2 separate regions of the Sus scrofa genome follow, and region 2 is linked to region 1. Evidence: chromatin contacts called from public HiChIP or PLAC-seq data. All regions are on one chromosome and are shown on one strand. Each heading gives the region's core, a stretch centred on a gene start, on an enhancer-like site or on the middle of the called end of the contact. The rest is flanking DNA. Distances are from core to core; before and after follow the strand shown. Region 1 holds the start of WAC (WW domain-containing adapter protein with coiled-coil). Region 2 overlaps WAC (WW domain-containing adapter protein with coiled-coil).

Region 1 (7,773 bases), core at 1,832-4,331:
ATCAGTCATTTAGAGAGAAAGAGAGAAATGGAGAATGGAATTCTGGAGGCGGCACAAGCAGATTCAGGAGGAAGCGTGTAAGTCATCAGTTGTGTCAAATGCCACTCACAGGTGGAGTGAGATGAAAGCTGAGAAATAAAAAACCAGATTTGAGAACAGGAGGATCTGGAGCATCAGTTTCAGTGGAGGATGGGGATCAAGTCTGATTTGTGGGTTCAAGAGAGTAGATGTGGGGATGAAGTTTTTCTGTACAGGAGAGCAGATGAGAGCAATGGGGTGGCGTCCAGATGGACATATGGTCAAGACTATTTTTTTCGCAGATGGTAACTATTAAAATGTTTATAAGTGGACAAAAGTGATCAAGTTGGGACAGGAAAGACTTGTAAAGAGGGTAATTCCATGAGTAATAGGGAACTCAATCCAAAAGTGGCAACTTTGGTCTTCAGTTTTGATTCTATGGCGTGATTGGAGGCTAACAGTGTGTTTAGATGCAGGAAGGTTAGTAGGTGTAAGGGTGGGAGTAGGTCAGAATTGTTACAGATCTGACTCCTGCTGGAGAAACAAGAAACAGTAGTGAGGGCTGGGAGAAGTGAAGCTCTAGAGGATGTTAAACAGCTGTTTCAGAGCGCAGGGTAAATGGATTAGGGAAATTAGCCTGAGCAGGTGAGGAGCACCAGGAGTTCATGTGAGTTAGCACGGCTGTTTTTTCTCAAAGGTATAGTGAATTGAGCAGGGCTGTGGTTAAGGAAGGTAAAATAGAGAGAGAAGGACCAAAGGTGTTTCCAAAGGAGTCATAACAACAGGTAACAGAATAGCTAAGGTAGGCAGTGAAATGATATTTTTAAAAACGGGCTTAACATTTAGAGAGTGTCCTTCAGTAAATAGCTGATTCTCACGAAGGCTGAACTGCTCCTGGGGGAATAAATACAGGGTTAGGTTCCTGTGAGTCTGGTCACATTTTTGTTAACTGATCAATACATAACTTTGAGAGTTCTAGCAGTAACGAACCCAACTAATATCCATGAGGACTTGGGTTCGATCCCTGGCCTCACTCAGGTTAAGGATCCTGCGTTGCTGTGAGCAGTGGTGAGGTTGCAGATGAGGCTTGGATCTGGTGTGGCTGTGGCTGGCAGCTACAGCTCCAATTCGACCCCTAGCCTGCAAACCTCCATATGCTGCAAATGCTGCTGTGTTTCTGTCTAGACATCTTACTACATATATATATTTTTAGGTCCTTTTAGGGCTGCACTTGCAGCGTATGGAAATTCCCAGGCTAGGGGTCTAGCTGGAGCTACAGCTGCGGGCCTATACCACAGCACTGAAGGATCCGAGCCACACCTGCCATCTACACACAGCTCAGGCCACGATGGATCTTTAAACCACTAAGCAAAGCCAGGGATCAAACCTGCGTCTTCATGATACTAGTCGGGTTCTTTGCCACTGTGCCACGACAGGAACTCCACTTATTATGTACTGTTGATGAGCACTTGATTCACGTCAAGTGAGCACATAAAGGAACCTTATGCAGGGAACATATTTTCTCCACAAAGAATGGCCTTCCCGTGCCGAGGAATACTAGACAAGACTTCAGCACTATGCTGGGGGGTGACAGCCCTTAAAATCGGAAAAGCACCAATAAAAAGCACCCCAAAAAGCTAAAAACCTAACACTCTGTATATTGTGAAAATCGAATTTGTTTACTCAGGTGAAATAACGCTGAGTGTTGCCGCCTTTAATCTCAGCAGTGCCTGTTAGGCAAATACTTTTTTTGCTGTGCACATCCATGAATGCTGTGGATATTGACTACAAATAAATTTTAGTGAGCAGGTGAATTTGCGAATAGAGAATCTGTGAGGAATGACCAATGACTACACTGACCATAGCAGTCGCCTCTGTAGCCCCGTTTGCTGCTTTTGCTCAAACCGTAACAAGCTCAGCAGACATTTATAATCATTAAAAAAAAATGAGTAATACGTTTTGCTGCCAGTTTTCAAAAAGTTTCTCCATATATTACTTTCTGTAGCCTACAAATCTGATGCCTTTTGTCTTCAACATATTTGTTACAAAAACATTAGAAATTGCACTTTAAAAAGGCTCCAGGTTTTGTTTTGTGTTTCTCATTTCAGTCACTGGCAGTTTTTTTCTTAATTACTGACAGCTTCAGTGGGCATTAAATAGTCCTTTACAGGTTCTCACAAAGAGCAATAATCTTAACATTTGACATGTAATGTGACAAATAAGGTTACATAATTAATATTTTTTCGATCAGTGGTGATTTCAGGGCCTTTTCCTCACATGATTCCGTATCTTCACTATGCCACAAATAATGCAACTGGTTGTATACCAAATAAATAAGTTTTTTGGAGGGATCTTGTTTCTTCTGACTTGTTTCCTATTTAGCTTTTTTCTTCCAGGTAAACGGCTGTGTACTTTATCATCATCTTTTTCACTCAATGTTGCCGTACAAGTTTAGAGCAGAAAAAGAAAACCATCTGAATACCAGTGCCCTCAAGTAAAGCCCTAATTTGGGGGTGGTGATACTTGATTTTTCCCCTCCCAATGTGCAAATGTTCCTATAGGGCCTGGAACAGTCTATAAAATGTAGTTTGCGGAGATTTCATTAAGCTCTCCCTAAGCCGCGCAGAACCTCCAGATGACTGCATTTGAGCGAAAAGGAACGGAAAGAGAGAAAAACGGGAAATAAAGGAAGGAGGGGGTAGGGGAGGAAACGTTAGGAGCAAGGATGCGGAAGCGCCTCGATTCTTTTCCCAAGTAACCCCACCCGTGCGTCCCAGGCTCGGTCGTTTTAACCCAAAGGCCGAGCGGCCCTCGCTCTTCCTCTGGGGGTGCAGGCCCCGCGCCCCCCTTGCTGAGGCTCGCTCGAGCACGCTTCCGGGTGAGACTTACTTTCACGAAGCCGAAGGCCCAGCTCCGGGCCCTGCCCGCGTACGGCGCCCCGGCCCGACTTCGGCTCCTAAGAGCAGGCCTGAGGGGCGTCCCCCCGGCGACCCCGCCGCAAGCCCGGGGCCGCCGAAGCACCAGGCCCGCGCTCTCCCCGAGGGCGCCCCCGCCCCCGCGCCGCTGGGCGCACGCGCAGCCGCCGCCGCCGCCCTTATTTAGTCCGCGATGGCTCCTCGAGCGCCCCACCAGCCTCCTCCCCAAGGCGCCGCCCTCCCCGCGCGCCCCAGGGCCCCTACGACCAGCCTCGGGCGGCTCCCCGAGCCCGACGACCCCTAAACTGGAACGGTGGCGGCCGGACGTACGCTGGGGTTCTGTGGCGGCAACCGGAAAGAGCTGACGCGCGCGAGGAGGCTAGCCAGGCCTCGGAGGAAGAGGAGGGCCGGGGTGAGCCGAGGTTTGCCGAAGGCGGCGTTCCGGAGCCGCGCGAGGGTGGGAGAGGAGGGGCGCGGCGGAAACTGCCGAGGGCTTCCGAAGGCCGCAGAGGCCGAGTTGCCCGGATGTAGTTGGTGGAGCGGCAGCGGCGGCACCAGCGGCGGCGGCGGCAGGAGGAGGAGGAGGAGGAGAAGGACCCGAGCGGCGGCGGTGGCGGCGGGGGGAGGAGGGGCGGAGGCGACGGAGAGGGAGGGGGAGAAGGCGGAGGGGGCAGTCGCTCTCCGCGGGCCGAGCCGGACGCGTCTTCTTGCCCCCTCCCCCCGGTTCGCCGCTGCCCGGCTGAGCGAGAGCGTGGTGCGGGCGGAGGGAGATGGCCCGGGAGCGCCGGCGCCAGTAACGGGGAGGTGCTGAGCGTCGTCGGGGCGCGCCGGGCCCTGTGCCGCCGGAGGCCGCCGCCCGCCGCCTGCGCGCCCGCCGCCCGCCTCGCGGCCGCTGTCCCCCCTCCCCGACACACGCTCACAGGCCGGGCATTGATGGTAATGTATGCGAGGAAACAGCAGAGACTCAGTGATGGGTAAATCGTCTTTTCGTTTCGGGCCGGGCTGCGGGCGGGCGGCGGGGGGGCGCCTCCTTATCTGGGGCCGGCCGCGCCGCCATTTTTGTTGTTAACCCTGCTCGGGCTCTGCCGGGGGGAGCGGCCGCGCGGGCGGCGGCGGGCGGCGGGCGAGTGCAGGCGGGCGGGCGCGCGTGTGAGTGTGAGCGCGAGTGAGCGCGTGTGCGTGCGTGTGAGCGCGCGGGGCCCGACCGGGCATTCGCGGGAGCGCGGGGCGGCGCGGGGTTCCGCGGGGGCCGGGCCGTGCCCGCGTCTCATGTCGCCTCTCTTCCTGTTTTCAGCTGTCACGACCGGAGGGGGGACTCGCAGCCTTACCAGGTACCCGCGAGGCGGCGGAGGGCCGGGCGGCGGGCGGGCTGGGCGGGCGGGGGAGGAACTGCTACTCGAGCGCAGGCTTCGCGAGTCGCTGCAGGCCCTTCGGGGCCCCGGAGCCCACCCGGGCGTCGCGGGCCCCCCGGGCCCCGAGCTCGGCGCCCGACGGGCCCTCGAGACTGATTTTTGACAGGTGACCGGGGGGGTGGTCAGGCTTTTTTAGGAAAAGTCGTTCTCGGCTAAGAACGACCTGACTCGATTATTTGTATGTGAGGGGATTGGTGGGGCGAGGTAATAGGGGATTTCTCAGCCGGCTTTATGTGTGTTGGGGAACTAAAAGTTAAGGTGAAGCGACGGAAATGAGGTGGAAGGCCAGGGAAGAAGCCACTAATTGATTGGCAGCTCTGAAGTGTTTTGTAAACCACTACCCCTTCCTAATTTGTTTTTGGTGCAGTTAAGTGCCTTACTAATGAAAGATGGCGCTTTTGTTTCTATAGGAATTGAGGTCTTTGGATACTTGGGTAATTCATTCTAATGTAGACGGTTCTAGGTACATAGGTTCCTCTTTGTTGTTGCAGTCACTGCATCTAAAATTTCAAAAAATTATGATAGACGTGGCCCCACTTGTCCGGGCCGTCGTGGGGGTGGGGTGGGGATAATGGTTGGTAACTCAGAGGACCCTAGAAGTAAATACTTTCTACATCAGGTTTCTAGGCTGTTACATCTGTTCCTGACTACCATGGGTTGTTAAAGCTCAAGTTAAAAAAAAAAAAAAAACCCTAGGTCCTCTGTAATGTGTTAAAAGATTAAACCCTGTTGAATCAGGCCCTCTGAAATTTAATTAATCACACATTTTAAGAGACTGCTACATCATCATTGTCTTAAATACGTTAAAGATGTCTACATATGCTAGATTATTGCGAGGGAGTTCCATTAAGTTCCACTAAGATAATGTCAGAAATATCAGTCAGCATTTTTATACCTTAATATTGTTTCTGCCACCTGCAAGAGTAGTTGTTAGGTCTGAAATGCTTTGCTTAAATCCAAGAATTGGAAAACCTGATGGGTTCTCTCTCCCTTTTTTTTTGTTGGTTTGCAGAAACATGTTTATACTTATTTATATGCATTTCAGTTTTAGAGCAGAAACAAATTACAGTAGTACTCTGACTCTGCTTTTCTTTAAACTTTTTAATTTCCAGAAAAATTTATTGAGAAGTGAATGTCCCAACATGTTTGATTTCTTGTATTTATAAGATAATTTGTTTGATTTCTTGTATTTATAAGATAATGAATGGGTTTTTTTTTTTTAACATAAGGTATTACAACTTGAGGAGCCTTATAGTAACTCTTAGGCATTTAGGTATTGTCTGTAAAACTTAAAGGTAGACCTGAAAGAGGAAATTTTAGTTTTATTGATCTAAACTCATAAAACATAAATTATATACCAAATTTTGTAATGAAATTAATTTAGAAAGTTTAAGATGTCAATTCTTTCTTTCTTTGGGGGGGTGATGTTTTACAGGCACTTAAGTATTCATCGAAGAGTCACCCCAGTAGTGGTGATCACAGACATGAAAAAATGCGAGACGCCGCAGATCCTTCACCACCAAATAAAATGTTGCGGAGATCTGATAGTCCTGAAAACAAATACAGTGACAGTACAGGTCACAGTAAGGCCAAAAACGTGCATATTCACAGAGTTAGAGAGAGGGATGGTGGTGAGTAGCTTTTTTTGTTTAAACTTTCACATGTATTTATTCTTAGTAAAAAATTTGTATAAAACAAAAGGTATACTATATCTAGCTTCAAGGTGTTACTATATGCTTATATCAGAATATTTTATTTTTGTTGATTTACTTAATTCCTAAACAAATTTCTGTAGAAATAAGATTCTGACCTGAGTGAGCATCTAAACGGTGACTGAAGTGGCTGGTAGTTAGAGGAGTCATTTATGCAATGTAGTCTGCCAATGCTTTATTAGTGGTGAGAGAAGGGCTGGACATTTTTCCACAAAAGGAACTTTCACCTTTTTTTTTTTTTTTTTTTTCTTGTCTTTTTTCGTTTTCTTGAGCCACTCCCGCTGCATATGGAGGTTCCCAGGCTAGGGGTCTAATTGGAGCTGAAGCCACTGGCCTATGCCAGAGCCACAGCAACTTGGGATCTGAGCCACGTCGGCGACCCACACCACAGCTCACGGCAACACCAGACCCTTAACCCACTGAGCAAGGCCAGGGATGGAACCTGAAACCTCATGGTTTCTAGTTGGATTCGTTAACCACTGCGGCACGATGGGAACTCCCGAACTTTCACCTTTTCAAGTAAAGATTTTAGTTTTTTGGCTTAGTTTATTTTGAAATCCTTGTTCTGAGGCGTTCAGACATGTTTCCTAAGGGTAAAGTATGAATTAAAAATTTTAGTAAGTTTTTTGTGACAGTTCATTGGTTTATTGTTTGGGGGTGGTGCACCTGTGGCATATGAAAGTTCTCAGGCTAGGGGTCAAATTGAGCTACAGCTGCCAGCCTACGCCACAGCCATAGCCACATCAGATCCGAACCTCGTCTGTGACCTACACCACGGTTCAAGGCAGCACCAGATCCTTAACCTACTGAGGCCAGGGATCGAACCTGCAACTTCATGGCTCGTGGTTGAATTTGTTTCCACTGTGCCACAACGGGAACTCTAATTCACTGGTTTAAAAAAAATCGTTTATAAGTCAGAAAATTCATTTTGAGTTTTTGTTATAAACATTTAAAATACTATTTATCATATTCTCTAGGGTCTTATTAATGTAATTTCTACCTTTAGTCAGATAGTCACCTTTCTAAAAGTCAGCCTCGTTTCTTTTGTACAGGGCTGTTACCCATCAGTTATTACTTTGCCTCAAGTTCTTTGTGGTAGGAGGCTGAGAAAAAGTAAACTCTAAAATGTTTTCAGATTTAGTGTGCCCTGGATTTACCAAAATAATAAAATTTCATATCTAAAGCATGCATTGAGAAACAAAGCAATTTCACTGAGGTAGTAAGAATGTATATTTTTTCCCACTAGAAGATCTGAAATTGCTTAGCTGATATTTGAAGTAAGTATACCGTTTCAGATATGCTTTTGTAAGCTTGTAAAGAAACTCAGTATGAGCCCCATATGGGTTTCTACCTCTGATTTTCAACTAGCTTCTCAATACTTTGCTTATACTTAAAAAACATCCCAAATCTTCTCTTTTTTGCCGCCTGGGATAGAAATGGGCTCTACCCATTGTGACGAGATACTGAGAAAACATTGATCTCTATAATTACTGGGTTGAGGTTAATAATGGTCAGACGATTGCAATGCGATGGGATAATTTGGATGATTATTGAATGGAGGGAAATAATAGTTCTCTCTGTTAAATATAGCATAACTTTGTGCTATCTATGCAGATAAATATATTTTTGTTTGTAAATAACAGATGGATTTGGTTATGTTCAGTGTTAGAAGGTTTTTGGCAGAATTATTTAAACTATAGTCAGTTTTATGGGTAA
Region 2 (7,773 bases), core at 2,354-4,853, 83 kb after region 1:
TTCAGATGGACCTTTTCAAGTAAGGATTTTCTTGGGAATGGGGCTTGTGGAGAGATGCAAAGATCTTCCCTGCATTTATTACAAAGGTTTTTGGTTTATTTTACTCTCTTATAGCCCAGCCATCTAATCAGTCTCCAATGTCATTAACGTCTGATGCGTCATCCCCAAGATCCTATGTGTCACCGAGAATAAGCACACCTCAAACTAACACTGTCCCTATCAAACCTTTGGTTAGTACTCCTCCTGTTTCATCACAGCCAAAGGTATGTTGCCTTGGAGGGAAGTTTGGGAAAGAAGCCACTTTGGGATAAAATGGGTTTTTTAATAATGTTTTAGGATATGTGTTGGAGGAAAAGCCCTCTTTTGAGCAGGAGGTAATGATGGACTAGAGGACAGGTGAGTGAGAAAAAGATGCAGGTTAGACTCTCTCTGTCATTTGAGGGTTGGAGGAGGGAATCCCTCTGTGCCCCTTTTATGTACTGATTCTATTCTCCTTCTATTCTGGGCTTTGTGGATAAAGAAGGTATACTAATCGAGTCTTAATATTTGTAGAATTTTCAAACTCTAAGATTTATGAGAACATGTTTTCCATATACTTATATTATAAAAATGAGTCAGTTTCTGTGCTGAGAGCTTTTTATGTATTGTATTAATTTTCACATTTAACTACTATGTGCCTTAATAGGTATGAAAATTAAGCCTTCCGTTAAATTTGATTTTGTAGTGGAGTCAGAATTTGAGATTTAACATCTTTCTGAATATGGAACCCACTTTACTAAGCTCTACTGCCTATGTGTGTGTTCAAGCAAATTTCTTACATAGATGGCTCCTCAGAGAGTTAGGAGACTGCTGTCTCTATTCTTATTAGACTGTAAATAGGACCTTAGGATACTCTTGTCAGATTTTGTATTACATTCTTTGAGTCTTGTTCACAGATTTATAAGCGGTCCCCAGTCATAACTCACTCTTGCTTTATAGCATACCACTAGTAGAACTTGAAGTTGGTGTATATACAAGTTGTAAATTTTTTTTTTCAGTCTTACGGATAACTCTAGGAGGAAATTTTTTTTTTTTTTTTTTTTTTTTTTGGTCTTTTGTCTTTTTCTAAGGCTGCTCCTGTGGCATTTGGAGGTTCCCAGGCTAGGGGTCAAATCCGAGCTGTAGCCGCTGGCCTACGCCAGAGCCACAGCAACGAGGGATCCGAGCTGCGTCTGCTACCTACGCCACAGTCACGGCAACGCCGGATCTCTAACCCACTGAGCAAGGCCAGGGACTGAACCTGCAACCTCATGGTTCCTAGTCAGATTGGTTAACCACTGCACCACGACGGGAACAGTGTTGTAGTTTAGTTGTAAAACAATGGGCTGTTTCAATCTTTTGTGCCAAAGAATTCTATTCAAATAAAATCTTTAGCAGAATCCTAAAGATAAAAATGTATTGAAATGTAGCTTGAAATTGATAGTAGGCCATCTCTGTGGTATTCCCATTGGCTCATCACTTCCCTGCTTCAACCACTTATTTATGCAAGTTTTAGGTTCAGTCTAGATTGATTTTTATTATTAGTACTTTTTAATGATTATTTCCCCAATACAATTTTTTTTTCTACTGTACAGCATGGTAACCCAGTTACACATACATGTATACATTCTATTTTTGCACATTATCATGCTCCATCATAAGTGACTAGACATAGTTCCCAGTGCTACACAGCAGGATCTCATTGCTTATCCATTCCAAAGGCATCAGTTTGTATCTATTAACCCCAAGCTCTCCAACCACCCCACTCCCTCCCCCTCCTCCTTGGTAACCACAAGTCTATTCTGCAAGTCTATGATTTTCTTTTCTGTGAAAAGGTTCATTTGTGCCTTTTATTAGATACCAAATAGAAGTGATATCATATGGTATTTGTCTTTCTCTTTGACTTACTTCACTTGGGATGAGAGTCTCTAGTTCCATCCATGTTGCTGCAAATGGCATTATTTTCTTCTTATTAAGGGCTGAGTAGAATTCCATTGTTTATCTATACCACATCTTCCTAATCCAGTCATCTATCGATGGACATTTTGGTTGTTTCCATGTCTTGGCTATTGTGAATAGAGCAGCAGTGAACATGGGGTGCATGTGTCTTTTTCAAGGAAATTTTTGTCCAGATATATGCCCAAGAGTGGGATTGCTGGGTCATAGGATGGTAGTTCTATATATATATTTCTAAGGTACCTCCATACTGATCTCCATAGTGGTTGTACCAGCTTTTATTCCCACCAACAGTGCCGGAGGGTTCCCTTTTCTCCACACCCCCTCCAGCATTTGTTTGTTATTTGTGGCCTTATTAATGATGGCCATTCTGACTGGTGTGAGGTGGTATCTCATGGTAGTTTTGATTTGCATTTCTCTAATAATCAGTAATGTTGAGCATTTTTTCATGTGCTTGTTGGCCGTCAGTACATCTTCCTTGGAAAAATGTTCGGGTCTTTTGCCCGTTTTCCATTTGGGTTGTTGGCTTAGATTGATTTTTAAAATTTTGAGTTAAAATTGTTTGTATGAAGTTTTTTATTGTTTGCCTGTAATTTGATTGGAGGAGAATTAAAATGTGAATTTTAGCAAGAGACCTTATTCTTAGAGTTTACAACTTATCTTTGGGTCTATCTTAGAGTACAGTGAATGATGACTAAGAAGTGAGATATAAGTGGCAGTGTTAGGTTTACAGTTGGTTATAAAATTGTTTCAAATCCCTTAAGCAGATGGCTATTTTTGCATTTCAAACCTTTCAAGTTGTTTCTAAAAATAAGTGAACATTCGCCCTTATAAAAATGTTCTTTATAAAAGAATATGCTCTTTTCAGAAGTAGCAGTGCTGTCCACATTTGTTTAGGAGAATATTAATTATTGGCGTATGGAAGTTCCTACGCTAGGGGTCGAATCTGAGGTACAGTTGCCGGCATAGGCATAGTCACAGCAATGTGGGGTCCGAGCCGAATCTGTGACTTACCACCACAGGTCACGGCAACACTGGATATCTGACCCACTGAGCAAGGCCAGGGATCGAACGAACCTGCATCCTCATGGATACTAGTCGGATTCGTTCCGCTGTATCACAACAGGAACTCCATAATGTATTTATTTTTATTGATAACAGAAGCAACAGTAGATATGAAGAGGTATTATAGTGTACTGGAAGTAACACTGAACTCAAATCAAGAGAACTAGTTTCTTATGCTGGTTTGCTAATCAAGTAATTTTATGGCCCTGAAATGTTTTATAAAGAATTAGACCCAAGTCTCAAAACTCTTTTTTTTTTTTCTAACTACATGACCTTTGGAGATTCCTTTGACTCTGCTTCTTTAAATCTCTAGATTTTATGGTGTTTTAAGATTTGGGTGTACTTGGCCCCTAAAAGATACTATGGCTGAATCGCTAATGTTAATCTTATTATGAATCAGGTCAACTCCGGTTATCTTAAAAATCTCTGGATAGAGATAAAGTTTGATTGGTAGAACTTTTGCCTGTATCTAGTTTTCATGCTTTTTGCCTATGTGGTAGAATGCTGTCTAATCAGATTTTGACATTTTAGGTTAGTACTCCAGTAGTTAAGCAAGGACCAGTTTCACAATCAGCCACGCAGCAGCCTGTAACTGCTGACAAACAGCAAGGTCATGAACCTGTTTCCCCTCGAAGTCTTCAGCGCTCAAAGTAAGTTGATGTGTGTTGAGACGACATTGTTTTTTCCTTAATACATTATATTGCCATATTGTTGAGATATTATAAATGTATGTATAGTAGAACCTGGTCTTGGAAGAATCCATGGATAGCCTTAGTTCTATGTATTATAAAATTTACAAAGGCAGATATCTTACTGCAATAACTAGATTGTCTGTAGTAGTGAAGCCTGGGTTTTAAAGAAGTGACTTTGTTTAGAATTTTCCTTGGTGGAATATGATCTGAGCAGTATGTGATTACTTATACAAAGAGTGCACATGATTTTAAAATACTTATTAACTCACTGAAATATCGTTTTTAACTTCCTTGTAGCTGTTTTACGTTTGAGTATATTAATGAAGACAAAAATCTCACATCTAAAACTTGGGTCAGTGTTTTCCATCTGTTGTGAATGTCTGTCTGCCTGTCTCTCCTTATAGCGTCAATTCTGACCCTTTGTGTGTTGCTTGTCAGACCTGTATTGTATTGTCGCTCTCCTTTGTTGAGTAACAGAACTTTAAATAATTTTCATATTGTCCTATTTTTATCTCTTGCCACAAGGTGGTAAAATAATTCAACTGTTGTTTTTATTGTTGTTTTCTAAATAAGCATTTCAGAACATTGACGTCCAAATGAGGGTTGTTCCCTTGAAAATTATCACTTTGGGAAACTGTCTACTTCAGCAATGTTGCCATTGCTCAGAATATTTTTTTGGGAAGTTCTTCTTTTAAATTATCTTTAGAGGCTGCAGTATTATTTTAAATATCCTCAGTGATGAAAAGACTTCATTGTTTGGGAGACTTAGTTTTTCTGAATAACTGAAATTGATTCAGAGCCAAGTCTGGTGTGAAGCAGGTAGGAAATGAGCTTAGTGATTAAATTTTTGGTTCTCACCATCGAGTCCTTAAACCACAGCCCAAACCATACAGTTGTAGAAGATAACCAGTCTTAGAGTGTTGCTTTTTTGGTCTTACTTTGCTACTAAACTCATTCATTGTTATGCAATGGAATGTCTGTATTTTGTTTCACATTATTTCACCCTCTGATTCAACAGTTTATTCTGATATTAAACAGTAAAACGCATTGTATTTTTTCCTCTCCATGTTGTCATGCATTTAAGATATCATAAATATGCTTTATTTCTATGACTTTTGAAATGTGACCACTTCTTAGTTCCGTTAGTGTATTTGCAGCACACAGCGTTGATTCTGCTGTCAAATGTGGGAGAGCATTGATTGGTATTTAAATCCAACTCTGACCTTAGTGTTTAAAGGGCTCTTAACCCCCAGAAGTGTATTAGGAATACCTGATATACTTTGGATTTTAAATTCTGTTTATTTGATGTTAAAATAATAAATTTGGATATCTTTAATGAAAGGTATTGATAGACAATTTCTTGGATTCCGTAGAAACCACTTTAAAAATACAGTACATTCAATTGTGTTTTCTAGTAGCCAGAGAAGTCCATCACCTGGTCCAAATCATACTTCTAGTAGTAATGCATCAACTGCAACAGTTGTACCACAGAATCCATCTGCCCGACCTGCGTGTTCATTAACACCCACGCTGGCAGCACACTTCAATGAAAATCTCATTAAGCACGTTCAAGGATGGCCTGCAGATCATGCAGAGAAGCAGGTATGTTACATGATCATGTTTCTTAACCTTTGTATGATAACTGAATTCTGCTTTGAGAAAATCTGGAACACTGAATTCAAGCTATATTTAAAATAGCCAATTAACCAGTTTCTAATTTGATTGTCCCTAGTCCCTTTATAAAGTGTTGGATGTTACTTAGAAGGTATTTATGTTAACTTTTTGGGATTTCAAATAAAGTATTTAAATTATCATTATAAATCCCATTATCAAGAACTCAGCATTTAGGAGTTCCTGTGGTGGCTCAGCAGTAACTAACCCAGATAGCATCCATGAGGATGCGGGTTCTATCCCTGGCCCGATTCAGTGGGTTAAGGATCCCACATTGCCATGAGCTGTGGTGTAGGTTGCAGATGGAGCTTGGATCCTGAGTTGCTGTGGCTGTGGCAGAGGCCAGCAGCTGCAGCTCAGATTCAACCCCTAGCCTTCGAACTTCCATATCTGCACATGCGGCCCTAAAAAGTACAAAAAACCCCCAAGAACAAAACCCAAAAATCTTAGTTAGCATTTGGCTCTGTGCTGAGTGCTTAAAGTTTAATTCTGCACTTTCTAAAACTACTGACCAGTGCAGAGAATGATACTTTTTCCATTTTACTAATGAGGCCCTCAAGACCAAATAGTTGATTATACCAAAGTCACCAAGTTAATACAGTGATACTGTTCAAAGCCAGTGTACCTTTTCTACCCAGCCAGCCAGTCTGATGGTTTTAGAACCTGTTAGTACAGTTGACCTTTGAGAAACTCATGGGTTGGGGCTGGGGTGGGGGCAACCCTCCCCACAGTCAAAAACCCAAGTATAAGGTTTATGGTCATCCCTCCTTGCTGCAGTTCCTCATCCTCAGATCCATGGATCATGTGGAACAGTGGTATTTATTATTGAGAAAAACCCATGTGTAAATGGGCCTGCATGGTTCAAACTTGTGTTGTCAAAGGTCAGCTGTACTACTAATCTTATGACTGTCCCACTAGACTAGCTGCTAGAAGTTAGGAAATATTTTTGCTTTGGGATGAGGGACCCTAAGGCATTATACTTCATACCATTGACTTTCCCCTTTTATCACATGACTCACCATCTGGGATGTTCTTTAAGTTCAAGGAGATACATTGTATATCTCATGATAAAGGAGTACAGTGAGATCCTTATATCAGTGTTATACCTGGACTTTGCTTTGGCCAACCCAGCATCTTATATTTATTTATTATTATTATTATTATTATTTTTTTTACATCCACACCTGCAGCGTATGGAAGTTCCCAGGCTAGGATTGAATCAGAGCTGCAGCTGCCGGCCTACCTCACAGCCAACAGTAACGCTGGATCCTTAGCCACTGAGCAAAGCCAGAGACCGAACCCAAATCCTCACGGACACTGCGTCGATTTCTTAACCTGCTGAGCCACAACGGGAACTCCCCCAGCATCTTTTATTCACCACAAATCATGAGTCCTTCTCTCCTAGTGCTATACCACTATGAGATTGGAAATACTATTCTCTCATGTTAAAGGGGAAGTCATTTTTTTTTGGCCTCACCCTCAGTGTGTGGAAGTTCCCAGGCTGGGGATCGAACGTGAACTTCTGCACTAGGCCAAGTTGCTTTGGTCAGGTTCCTAACCCCTTGTACCACAGTGGAAACTCCTTAGTAATTTAATGTTTTATTTTTTGTATATGAATGTGACTTAGATTTTATGTGATTTTCATTTCCTTAATTACAGGCATCGAGATTGCGAGAAGAAGCCCATAACATGGGAAGCGTTCACATGTCAGAAATTTGTACTGAATTGAAAAATTTAAGATCTTTAGTCCGAGTATGTGAAATTCAAGCAACTTTGCGAGAGCAAAGGTAAGGTGGTTTTTTTTGTTTGTTTTGTTTTGCTTTTTGGTTTTTTGAGTTTTGGGGGTTTTTTGTCTTTTTAGGGCTACACTTGAGACACATGGAAGTTCCCAGGCTAGGGGTTGAATTGGAGCTGTAGCTGCGTCTCCAACCTACACCACAGCTCGAATCCCTAACTCACTGAACAAGGGCAAGGATCAAACCTGTGTCATGGATGCTAGTCACATTTGTTTCCGCTGAGCCATGACTTGGGAACTCCCAAGTTTTTCACTGAAGTAAAATTTTTTGGTTTTTATCATTGTTATCTTGAATTGGACTGAAGATCGTAAGTCAAATTTCATCTGAAATTTAAGGTTCTCTTTGATGTGATATTCCATAATACTATATAACCTGTTTTCATAATTTTAATAATATTCCTATGAATATATTGAATGGTAATGGCATCTAGATTTTATTTTTCTTAACCCATGGTAAATGCTTCATGAGACTTTTGTCTTACATTATGATACTGTAAAGTGTCAGTAATGTTTTATTTAAAAAGTGAGGTGTTGACAGTGGCAGAGGATGAAGTCCTTTCCAGTTGAGAATAGCAC

Evidence for each region. HiChIP or PLAC-seq counts read pairs in DNA pulled down with a chosen protein or histone mark.
Region 2: a contact with region 1 is called in an H3K27ac HiChIP or PLAC-seq map of alveolar macrophages. The contact joins the enhancer-like site here to the promoter of WAC in region 1. A contact is called at or near these places in 3 of 5 promoter capture datasets (fetal skeletal muscle, liver and skeletal muscle), 4 of 47 Hi-C or Micro-C datasets (alveolar macrophages, fetal skeletal muscle, heart right ventricle and 1 more) and 1 of 2 datasets of contacts at active chromatin or transcription factors (alveolar macrophages).

The regions. Positions count from the first base shown.
Region 1 is chr10:39,929,481-39,937,253 of Sscrofa11.1, forward strand. It overlaps WAC (WW domain-containing adapter protein with coiled-coil), which reads left to right and starts at 3,082. Exons shown (of 14, transcript XM_013980205.2): 1 at 3,082-3,345; 2 at 4,228-4,264; 3 at 5,781-5,976. The coding sequence starts at 5,838. LOC100621751 reads right to left here and starts at 3,864. Exons shown (of 5, transcript XM_021064279.1): 1 at 3,858-3,864; 2 at 3,623-3,825; 3 at 2,908-3,312. The coding sequence starts at 3,864.
Region 2 is chr10:40,011,723-40,019,495 of Sscrofa11.1, forward strand. It overlaps WAC (WW domain-containing adapter protein with coiled-coil), which reads left to right. Exons shown (of 14, transcript XM_013980205.2): 10 at 115-263; 11 at 3,571-3,689; 12 at 5,147-5,333; 13 at 7,062-7,189. Among named protein-coding and RNA genes, the nearest start is that of BAMBI, 38 kb to the right of the region's middle. Within about 2 kb of position 3,604, at least 2 of the 83 cell types and tissues checked have an H3K27ac peak or open chromatin away from gene starts, as enhancers often do. A contact at or near this core is called in alveolar macrophages and liver, where this site is marked.